Regions from separate parts of the Mus musculus genome. Here all the other regions are linked to region 3. The links are chromatin contacts, called in public HiChIP or PLAC-seq maps. All regions are on one chromosome and are shown on one strand. The core of a region is the stretch at or near the end of the contact, and the rest is flanking DNA. Distances in the headings are between cores, read along the strand shown. Region 1 overlaps Stxbp4 (syntaxin binding protein 4). Region 2 holds the start of Stxbp4 (syntaxin binding protein 4). Region 3 has its middle 27 kb from the start of Hlf.

Region 1 (2,700 bases), core at 156-2,655, 130 kb after region 3:
AAGAGAAATAACGAGGAAACATTATCCTCTGACCTCTACATACGCAGTGGGTTACATGCCCTCCCATCTCCAAAGACCCCATCACACACAGAGACATTTTAAAATATTTAAAAACTAAAAAAACCAACCACTTGATAATCCTGTGCAAATCTCTTAAAAGTATATTACTTAAAAGCACAGGATTAGGGAGTAGTTCAACAGTAGGGCCAGCCTAACAGTACTAGCCTAATATGAATAAGGTCCTTCTTTAACACCTAATACCATAAAAAAAAAACCAAAAAATTAGACTATTAAACACTAGCAACTTTTCCTCCAAAAGTAACTAATTATTGTATTAAAAATGTTTTTAATATTTTGGTAATTTCTGAAACATTTTCATAATGAGGTTAATGTTACATGGCATAACCACGCCTGTTTTACAATATGTACAGCTCAACAGGCATTTGTAACTAGCATTCCCAACCAAGCGCTGCTGCTTTCGCAAGTGCTATGTGCTCCCGGCAGGCACGCTCTTATCAGTGGTGGGTAAGGTGCTGGCCTTCTGCAGAGCTGGTTTAAATGAGCAGATTATGTAGGGAATGGTGGGGACTCTTCAAAGCTAAGCGGAAAAATTTTTTTTTCATATTTTCTGCTGTGCTGTTTTAAGACTAGCTCCATTTTCATTTGGTATGTTAAAGTGCATAAGCCTTCTATGCTGAAATATTCATAGCTCAAATTTGTTTTGTGTTCTCTCTCTCTCTCTCTCTCTCTCTCTCTCTCTTTTTTTTTTTTTTTTTTTTTTTTTTTTTTTTGGTTTTTTCAAGACAGGGTTTCTCTGTATAGCCCTGGCTGTCCTGGAACTCACTTTGTAGACCAGGCTGGCCTCGAACTCAGAAATCCTTCCTGCCTCTGCCTCCCAAGTGCTGGGATTAAAGACATAAATACCCATGACTTATTTTTTTTAATTGGATATTTTATTTATTTACATTCCAAATGTTATCCCCTTTCCCAGTTTCCCCTCTGCAAACCCCCTATCCTATCCCCCTTTACCTTGCTTCTGTGAGGGTGTTCCCACCTACCTACTCCTGCCTTACCGAGCTAGCATTCCTCTACACTGGGGCTTCAAGCCTTCATAGGACCAAGGGTCTCCCCTTCAACTGATGCCAGATAAAACCCCTTCAGCTCCTTCAGTTCCTCCCCAACTCAATTATTTATAATTGAGGAATTTCTATAAAGCTATAAATTATCAATTTATTCTAGTTTATACTCTCAGTGATATAATACACAATACACACACACACACACACACACACACACACACACACGCCCGCTATGGTTTTTGAAGGCTAGTCATGATTAAAGATGGTAGGTACACTGTGGGCAATAGACACATAGAGATGCTCAGCTTGCTTCCATAAGGTTCTCAGTATCCTGTATTGCAACTGAGAGGCCTTCTAGAGGAGCCTGGTTTAGTATTCCTGACATTGAAAGAGATAAAACATGACAAATTCAAACTTGGATTTCTCATTAGTCATCATAGGTCTTGTGCAAAAATTCATTAGCTTGTATAATGCCTCAAGTTCTCTAATCGAAGAGCAAAACTCATCCCTTGAATCTCCTCCTTCCATCGCCACAAAACAAATTAGCAAGCTCAAAACCAGAAAGAGAAAATCCGTGCCATCAATTAAACGTTAAATAGTTCCAGGCCTGAATGGCTGAATGGAACAATGTTGACCAACGACCCAATTAATTCGGGGCCTGTGCTTTTCCATCTCAGAGCTCTTTGGATAAAGGGAGGCTCACGACTTCCATGCCACCCTCTTCACAACACAACATCCTATCGTTGAATAATAGAAGACAAACACTGACCTAGTTAGGACGTGCAGATGAAAAGAGAATGAAAACAGGATACACGGCAGAGGCTAGGAAACCATGGTAACCAGAGAGGGCTGTTTGCTTACTTTATTTTGGTCAGAATAATCAGCGAGCTGAGCCTTTAGTTCTGAGACCTCAGCCTCTAGCAGACGGATCACCTCTTCATAATCCATTTCCATCCCGTGTGCCTGCCGCTGTGCAGCTTCTGCGAGATGAATCCGGCTTCGCAGAGCTCGGGTTTCCTCAGCTACAGCTTTGGCTTCCTAAGGAGTTGAAAGTGAATGCAAAATGAAAAAAAAAAAAAATGAAAACAGACTTCTCCAGTTGACAGAAATAGTTTTCTCATTTTGGTAGTTATGATTACAATGTTTAACATGTCTATGTCCTCTACCAACCACCTAAAAACTAATGAGCATATTATTTCATTATGGGAACCCTTTTGTTTGTTTCCTGAAAAAATTTTTTTTTTGCGTAGAGATTTTTTTTTCTGTATAGAGATTCTGTATAAATGTTTAGTGCTACACAGCTAGCGTCATTTCTGTAAAAATGAAGAGAGTTTAAAGAAAACTGACAATCAAAACTAGACAGATAGGAACTGATTCTAAAGAAAAAAGGAGCTACAGAAAAAACTCATAGGTAGCGGGGTTGATGGTCTCAGAAGGCCAAGTAACGCCATCAGATGCTGCAGAGAGCTGCTACAGGGCTTCTTGGTGGACCAAGGCCAGAGGCAAAGCTTTCCTCCTAGATATCAGACTGTGGCTTCCTGCTTTGGTAGTAGCATCATATATAATTGTTTGTCTGTTGAATACAATGTTCAAGAGACAATTACTAAATACACACTATATG
Region 2 (2,700 bases), core at 186-2,685, 220 kb after region 3:
TCTCAATGACTTCATGCCATCATCAGCTAGTTTCATAGCAGACACTGTTAGTTGAAATTCCTTTATTTTACATTTATTTTCTGAGTCCTTCAGTAGAGGCTGCAGTCAATAACAAAAGTGATTGTGCCTGACTTAGTTTGGAATGTCCCCAGCAAACTAAAAAGGTGTATGGCTCAGTGAGAGTCAAGGAATACGTGCTGATTGACTGATAGCTCTTCCAGTTTTCGGTTCCAATCCACAATGTGGGGATAGTTAGACCCACAGAGGCCATCAGAAATAAGCTCTAGCTTATGGAGGTGGAAAGGTGGGCACGAGAGAGCTATTGGCTTCTTACAGCTTCTGGAAGAAGGAAAGTCAGTTTTCTTTAATGGTGCAATTGATCACACCGATCACACTCACAGACTAACACATCAATGAGTTAGTTCGCCTTCAGCCTGGACTCTGGATAATAATAATGTGGGGGGGGGGGTAGTTTTGGGAGGAGCCTGGAGTAGGGGATGAATATGACCCAAATACAGAGTAAAATACCCTCAAAGAATTAATAAAACCAAACCATTATTTTGAAAAAGAAATGACCTAACTTTTATAAAATTCTTACTATGCTTCAAGCAATGGCAAAAATCATATTATATTCTTACCCTCCTTGAATTACTGTGATTTCCATTCACGAAATAGGGCCATCAGGTTACGGAGAAGTCATATTAAAATTAAACTTATGCAAGGACAAGACTTGTGTAAATTCATTGATGCTTAACCTCCGAATCTGCTCTCAGTGCTATTTAATATTTATTGGTCCTTGTTTGTGGAACATTTAGAGAACTGAAGAAAGCTTTAGCGTATTTCCCAGGGGTCTGTGCCTGCAAGATGCACGTCTTTATTCCTTCAGTCCCTCCTTTAAAGGCCCTCCTGTCCTGGTCCCTCTATTCTGAACAAACTTGGTTTTTTCGGCGGCTGTCTGACCTAATGGTTTTGCTGGGTAAACAGCAGAGGGGTGATGAGCGCAGTGGGAGACATCTGCCCATGGGGCTGAGAAGATGCACAGGTCGGGGTGTTGGAGAGAAAGGCGGTTCTCATACTAAGTGTTCCAGAAAGAGGGACGTTGGTTTGCCTGCGCTCAGTCAGCGGCGGAAAGCAACGGGGCTGAGCGAACCCCAAGTGAGAGCCCCGCGGCAGAGCTGCCGCTGGGGGCCGCTAGGTCGAGACAAAGGCTGGCGAAGTTTGGGGAGATGGGGATACAAGCCCCAGTGAGGAGCTTGCACGCCGAAGGCCCAAATGCATTTTCTGCAAAGTAAACTAAAGAAGCATCCCAAGGAAACAAAAGTGCGAGGCACAGTCACTTAGCAAGAAAACGCGAACTTACCCTCTTCGGGCCACCCGGCCTCCGTAGCGCCACTGCTAACTGTGGAATCTGGTAGTCAAGGCAGCAGCGGAGGCTCAAGCCGGGTACCGCGAGACTCGCGAGGTCTCGCGAGATCTCGCCAGCGGCCCCGCCAGGCGGGCATTCTTTCCGGGGGGTTATGGGAGGGCTCTGGTGTCCGGGATGGAGGTTGGTGGCTTCGTGTGGCCGGGGCTGGAGGCAGCCCGGGTGGTCAGGGCGGACTGTGGTGAACGCAGAGCTGGTGCTTAGGCCCGGGTGGGATGGGCTCGGAGGCGCGGAGCGGGGTCTGAGACGCCTCGGGACATGGAAGCGCCCGTGCGGGGTCCGGGGGCCCGCGACGCAGCCGCCACGGCGGCCGAGGAGCAGCAACCCTTTCCAGCGCGCGCAGGAGGACGAGTGGCGGCGGCGGAACAAGACGGTGCTCACCTACGTGGCCGCGGCCGCCGTGGGCATGCTGGGGGCCTCCTACGCCGCGGTGCCCCTCTATCGGCTCTACTGCCAGGTAAGGGAGGGGACGAAGCGCGGCACGGATCCCACCTGAGCCATCCCCCTGCCGGGGAGGCCGAGGTCACCCGCCGGAGGGGGGAGGGGGGCGTCGCCTCGGATCCAGACCGGGAAGGACGTGCCCAAGGTCACTAAAAAACCTTGCAAGTGGAAGCCGGTTCCGGTAATGATGGAGCTGGTGCCACCCTTCAAAGGGCTATCAGCACAGCCATTCTGTGAAGCGCGGGGAGAAGGTACCGCTGACACTTGGTGAGTTAGAGCGGCTGTCGCATACCTGGAGGTTCACAGGACACCTCCCCTGCCCCAGATAGTTGTCCAACCTAAAATGCTAATAGTATACAGTGGTGCCGAGACCCACAGAAATGGAATTGACACTCCTGTGTTCAAGCTTTCCTCATTCTAGGTTAGCATCATCAGCCTAGGCTAGTTTAGCATCATCAGGCTAGGCTGGGTTAGCCTGAGGTTTAAAAAAAAAAAAAAAGGAAAAAAACCCTAAAATCAAGTTCCACGTTAAGCACCGATATTTCCAAAAGAATGCCCTGTTACTTGTGGAATCAACGAGTTTTAGAGAAGGAAATAAATAAATAAGGGAAGCCATAGAATGGTCCCTCTTCATGAGCAAATTAAAATGTAACCCAGGAAAACTGTGACAGACTCAGTAATATAGGCTTGAGCCCAGGACATTATTTTTCTGTTTTCTACCTTTTAGTTTAAACACCAAACTTGAGAAACTTCAATAACATGTCCCTAGAATATATAAGGAATTGTTTTGTTATTGAAAGACGGAACACTTAACTTGCTTTTTCTTCAGCGGATTT
Region 3 (2,700 bases), core at 187-2,686:
CTAATGTGTAAGAGTTAACAGTAATACTCAATATTTGCTATTTTGGTACTACTTAAGAAAATATTTGATAGTATCTATCAAAAAAAAAAAATAGCCGGGCGGTGGTGGCGCACGCCTTTAGTCCCAGCACTTGGGAGGCAGAGGCAGGCAGATTTCTGAATTCAAGGCCAGCCTGGTCTACAAAGTGAGTTCCAGGACAGCCAGGGCTATACATAGGGCCGAGGAGGTAGCTTAATGGTCTACTCCTTGTTTACTTAGTATAAGTACCAGGTTCCATCCTCAGTTCTGAAAAGGTCACAAGAAAGTTGCATGTATTTTTCATGGCAATCTGACTCACAGGAGTTTCCTAAGACCAAGGAGAGAAACACCATGGCCACGGACATTCTTTTATAGCCAGCTTAGAATCACAATCACAAAAAGAATATACATTTCAGCCATGCGCATGGCTAAGACAATTCTAGTAAAAACTCCCCAGGGAAATATTATGCAACCATTAGTAGTTCTCTTTGTTTGGAACACTTTCCCACCCCCTCTGCCTAGCGTCTCTGCCAGCTCACTCCCACTTAAGCCTTCAGAACTCAGGGTACCCACCCCTGCACTTGGACGCCCCTCTTCCCCTACTTACATAACTCCTGGGCACACCTCAGTCAAGAGATTTATATAGCCTGCTGCATGGTAACCCATTGATTTGGCCTGTCAGTCTCTCTTCTGGATCGCACTCATTGAGACAGAGGTAGCATGCAACAAGTTCAAAGTCAGAGGGAGAAGGCGAGGGAGGAGGGGGTTGACTGGGAGGAGAGCAGTGAGCAGGATGCAAAGTGAATACGTAAAACATAAAATAATAATAATAAATCAGAGAGGGGGCACAGGAAGCAATTACTTCGAATGCGTACCATTTGGCTTCAGCTGTCTAAGAACTGGGTTCACAGCCCATATCCACCCCTGTCACAACCCTTTCTGCCCATCACCCCACTTCTTCCACAACCTCCTATAGAAAGGGGAAAGTGTGCTTTGGAATGGGAGTTTTCTGAGGTTAGTGGGTGGAAGATTAGAAAGGGGGACTGTGAGACATTCCTGCAAAATTCCATTAACCTCCTTTGTATTTTCTTTCAAACTTTGTTTACCCGAACATAGGAGTTGCCCTCAGGTACTGGGGCAAAGGATTGCAAAAGGGTCCTTGAAACTGTTTTCACTTCAGGGTGACCCAGGTTTGCTCTTTCCTTGCAAACGGTGTTGTAGATGGAGACCAGTGGAGTCAGCCTGCCTGTGACATGCGTTCCCAGGCCACTTTCCTCCCCACTCCAATTTCAAGCTCTGCTCCTAGTCACATCGCCCGGCGTTCGCTTCTGCCCGCCCGACTCCCGATCAAGAGCTCTGAAGGGAGGATAACCTACAAATCCTCCCGCGGCTGGCCCGCCCCTGCCCGCGCCCGCCCGCTCCCGGCCCCATCACGTTGACTGCCGAGCGCATCTCGGCTGCGCCCAGGCGGGGAGGCGCCGAGGGTAGCTAAGGGGAGCGGGTCACGTGAGAGGAGGAGCCTGACCTACTTTCAGTGGCGGGAGGCGCATGCGTACTGGGCTCCTGCGCTCCGGGCGGGAGGCTCACGTGGAATCGCACGTGCCCGGGCGTCCGGGACAGGGCTGCACAGCCCAGGGGCTGCACTGCAGGAGGAGCGGGTGCAGATCGCGGGGTGCGCGGGTGCTGCTTTGGTCAACGTGGATCTGAAGTTTGCAGCGTCAGATTCAGCTCTTCAGACTTCAAGGACTTTTAGGAGTTTCAACAGCCCTTGGAAATCTGTAACTCGGAATTTATCCTGGGAATTGAGGCCCCCCTAGAAGCATCATAACGCCGCAGCCAAGGCAAGGGGGTAAAATAACCTAAATGCCTGAGACAGCGTCACATCAACGAGCTCAGTTCATGGAAACGAGGAAGATGGTTGGACCACACTTGGAAAGAGCAATAACTGGGAAATAGCTCTGTAGACATCCAGGCAGGAAAATCCTCAAGATATATTTATGTGCTTTTAATCCTTTTTAGGGAGTAGGCGGGCAGCAGTTTGACACTGTAGCACAACACATGGCCTCAAATTAGTGGCAATTCTGCCTCAACCTCCTGAGTGCTCAGATTATAGACCACCACTCCTGGCTCCATTAAGCGACCGTTGTTTTTTCATTATGCGACTAAAAAAAAAAAACCCAACAACTATAAACAGTGTATAAAATGTTAGCACTTGTATGAAAGATTACACCCACATGAACTCCTCAACACCCCTCCCAGAACCCACTAACTCTAGAAAGGTAGAGAAAAGATTTGGGAGGCTGAGAACAGAGGTTTAGTGACTACCAGTGCTGGAGTAACTTAAATTTTGTACCTTATAGGACTAGCTTGCTTTTAGCATTTAAAGAACCTGAACAGTTTAACTGTATTGGGTGCGCAGTTTTGGGGTTTTATGTGAACCATTTTCATCTCCTTAACAATATCTGCTTCATTGCCAGCTCCTCTCAGCTCGGGTCTGAATGGCTATAAAGCATTCTGATAATCTGCACGCGAAGTTTTGAGCTCCTGAGTTAAACTACCTGAGTGTCTCAACACCTTTGAGAGCCTCCCAAGTTGGGCCTATGGGGTGGGGTTGTGGGGAGGGGCATTACCCAGGGATTCCCAGAGATATATATTTGCATAATAAAGCTGTTTCCCACCTGC

Evidence for each region. HiChIP or PLAC-seq counts read pairs in DNA pulled down with a chosen protein or histone mark.
Region 1: a contact with region 3 is called in an H3K27ac HiChIP or PLAC-seq map of neural progenitor cells, with 4 times the contacts expected there. The contact joins two enhancer-like sites. A contact is called at or near these places in 6 of 484 Hi-C or Micro-C datasets (brain, cerebral cortex, group 2 innate lymphoid cells and 3 more), 3 of 115 datasets of contacts at active chromatin or transcription factors (astrocytes and neural progenitor cells) and 1 of 9 other capture datasets (pancreatic islet).
Region 2: a contact with region 3 is called in an H3K4me3 HiChIP or PLAC-seq map of forebrain, with 4 times the contacts expected there. The contact joins the promoter of Stxbp4 here to the enhancer-like site in region 3. A contact is called at or near these places in 1 of 39 promoter capture datasets (neural stem cells), 3 of 484 Hi-C or Micro-C datasets (embryonic stem cells, frontal cortex and muscle stem cells), 6 of 115 datasets of contacts at active chromatin or transcription factors (bone marrow-derived macrophages, craniofacial prominence, embryonic stem cells and 3 more) and 3 of 9 other capture datasets (adipose tissue, liver and pancreatic islet).

Annotation. Positions count from the first base shown.
Region 1 is chr11:90,546,871-90,549,570 of GRCm38.p6, forward strand. It overlaps Stxbp4 (syntaxin binding protein 4), which reads right to left. Exons shown (of 18, transcript NM_011505.2): 13 at 1,941-2,117. Among named protein-coding and RNA genes, the nearest start is that of Gm34850, 75 kb to the left of the region's middle. Within about 2 kb of position 1,406, at least 56 of the 459 cell types and tissues checked have an H3K27ac peak or open chromatin away from gene starts, as enhancers often do. A contact at or near this core is called in astrocytes, cerebral cortex, group 2 innate lymphoid cells and 1 more, where this site is marked.
Region 2 is chr11:90,636,673-90,639,372 of GRCm38.p6, forward strand. It overlaps Stxbp4 (syntaxin binding protein 4), which reads right to left and starts at 1,436. Exons shown (of 18, transcript NM_011505.2): 1 at 1,361-1,436. It overlaps Cox11 (cytochrome c oxidase assembly protein 11, copper chaperone), which reads left to right and starts at 1,512. Exons shown (of 4, transcript NM_199008.2): 1 at 1,512-1,880. The coding sequence starts at 1,518.
Region 3 is chr11:90,416,590-90,419,289 of GRCm38.p6, forward strand. No RefSeq gene overlaps it. Among named protein-coding and RNA genes, the nearest start is that of Hlf, 27 kb to the left of the region's middle. Within about 2 kb of position 1,437, at least 213 of the 459 cell types and tissues checked have an H3K27ac peak or open chromatin away from gene starts, as enhancers often do. A contact at or near this core is called in astrocytes, cerebral cortex, craniofacial prominence and 7 more, where this site is marked.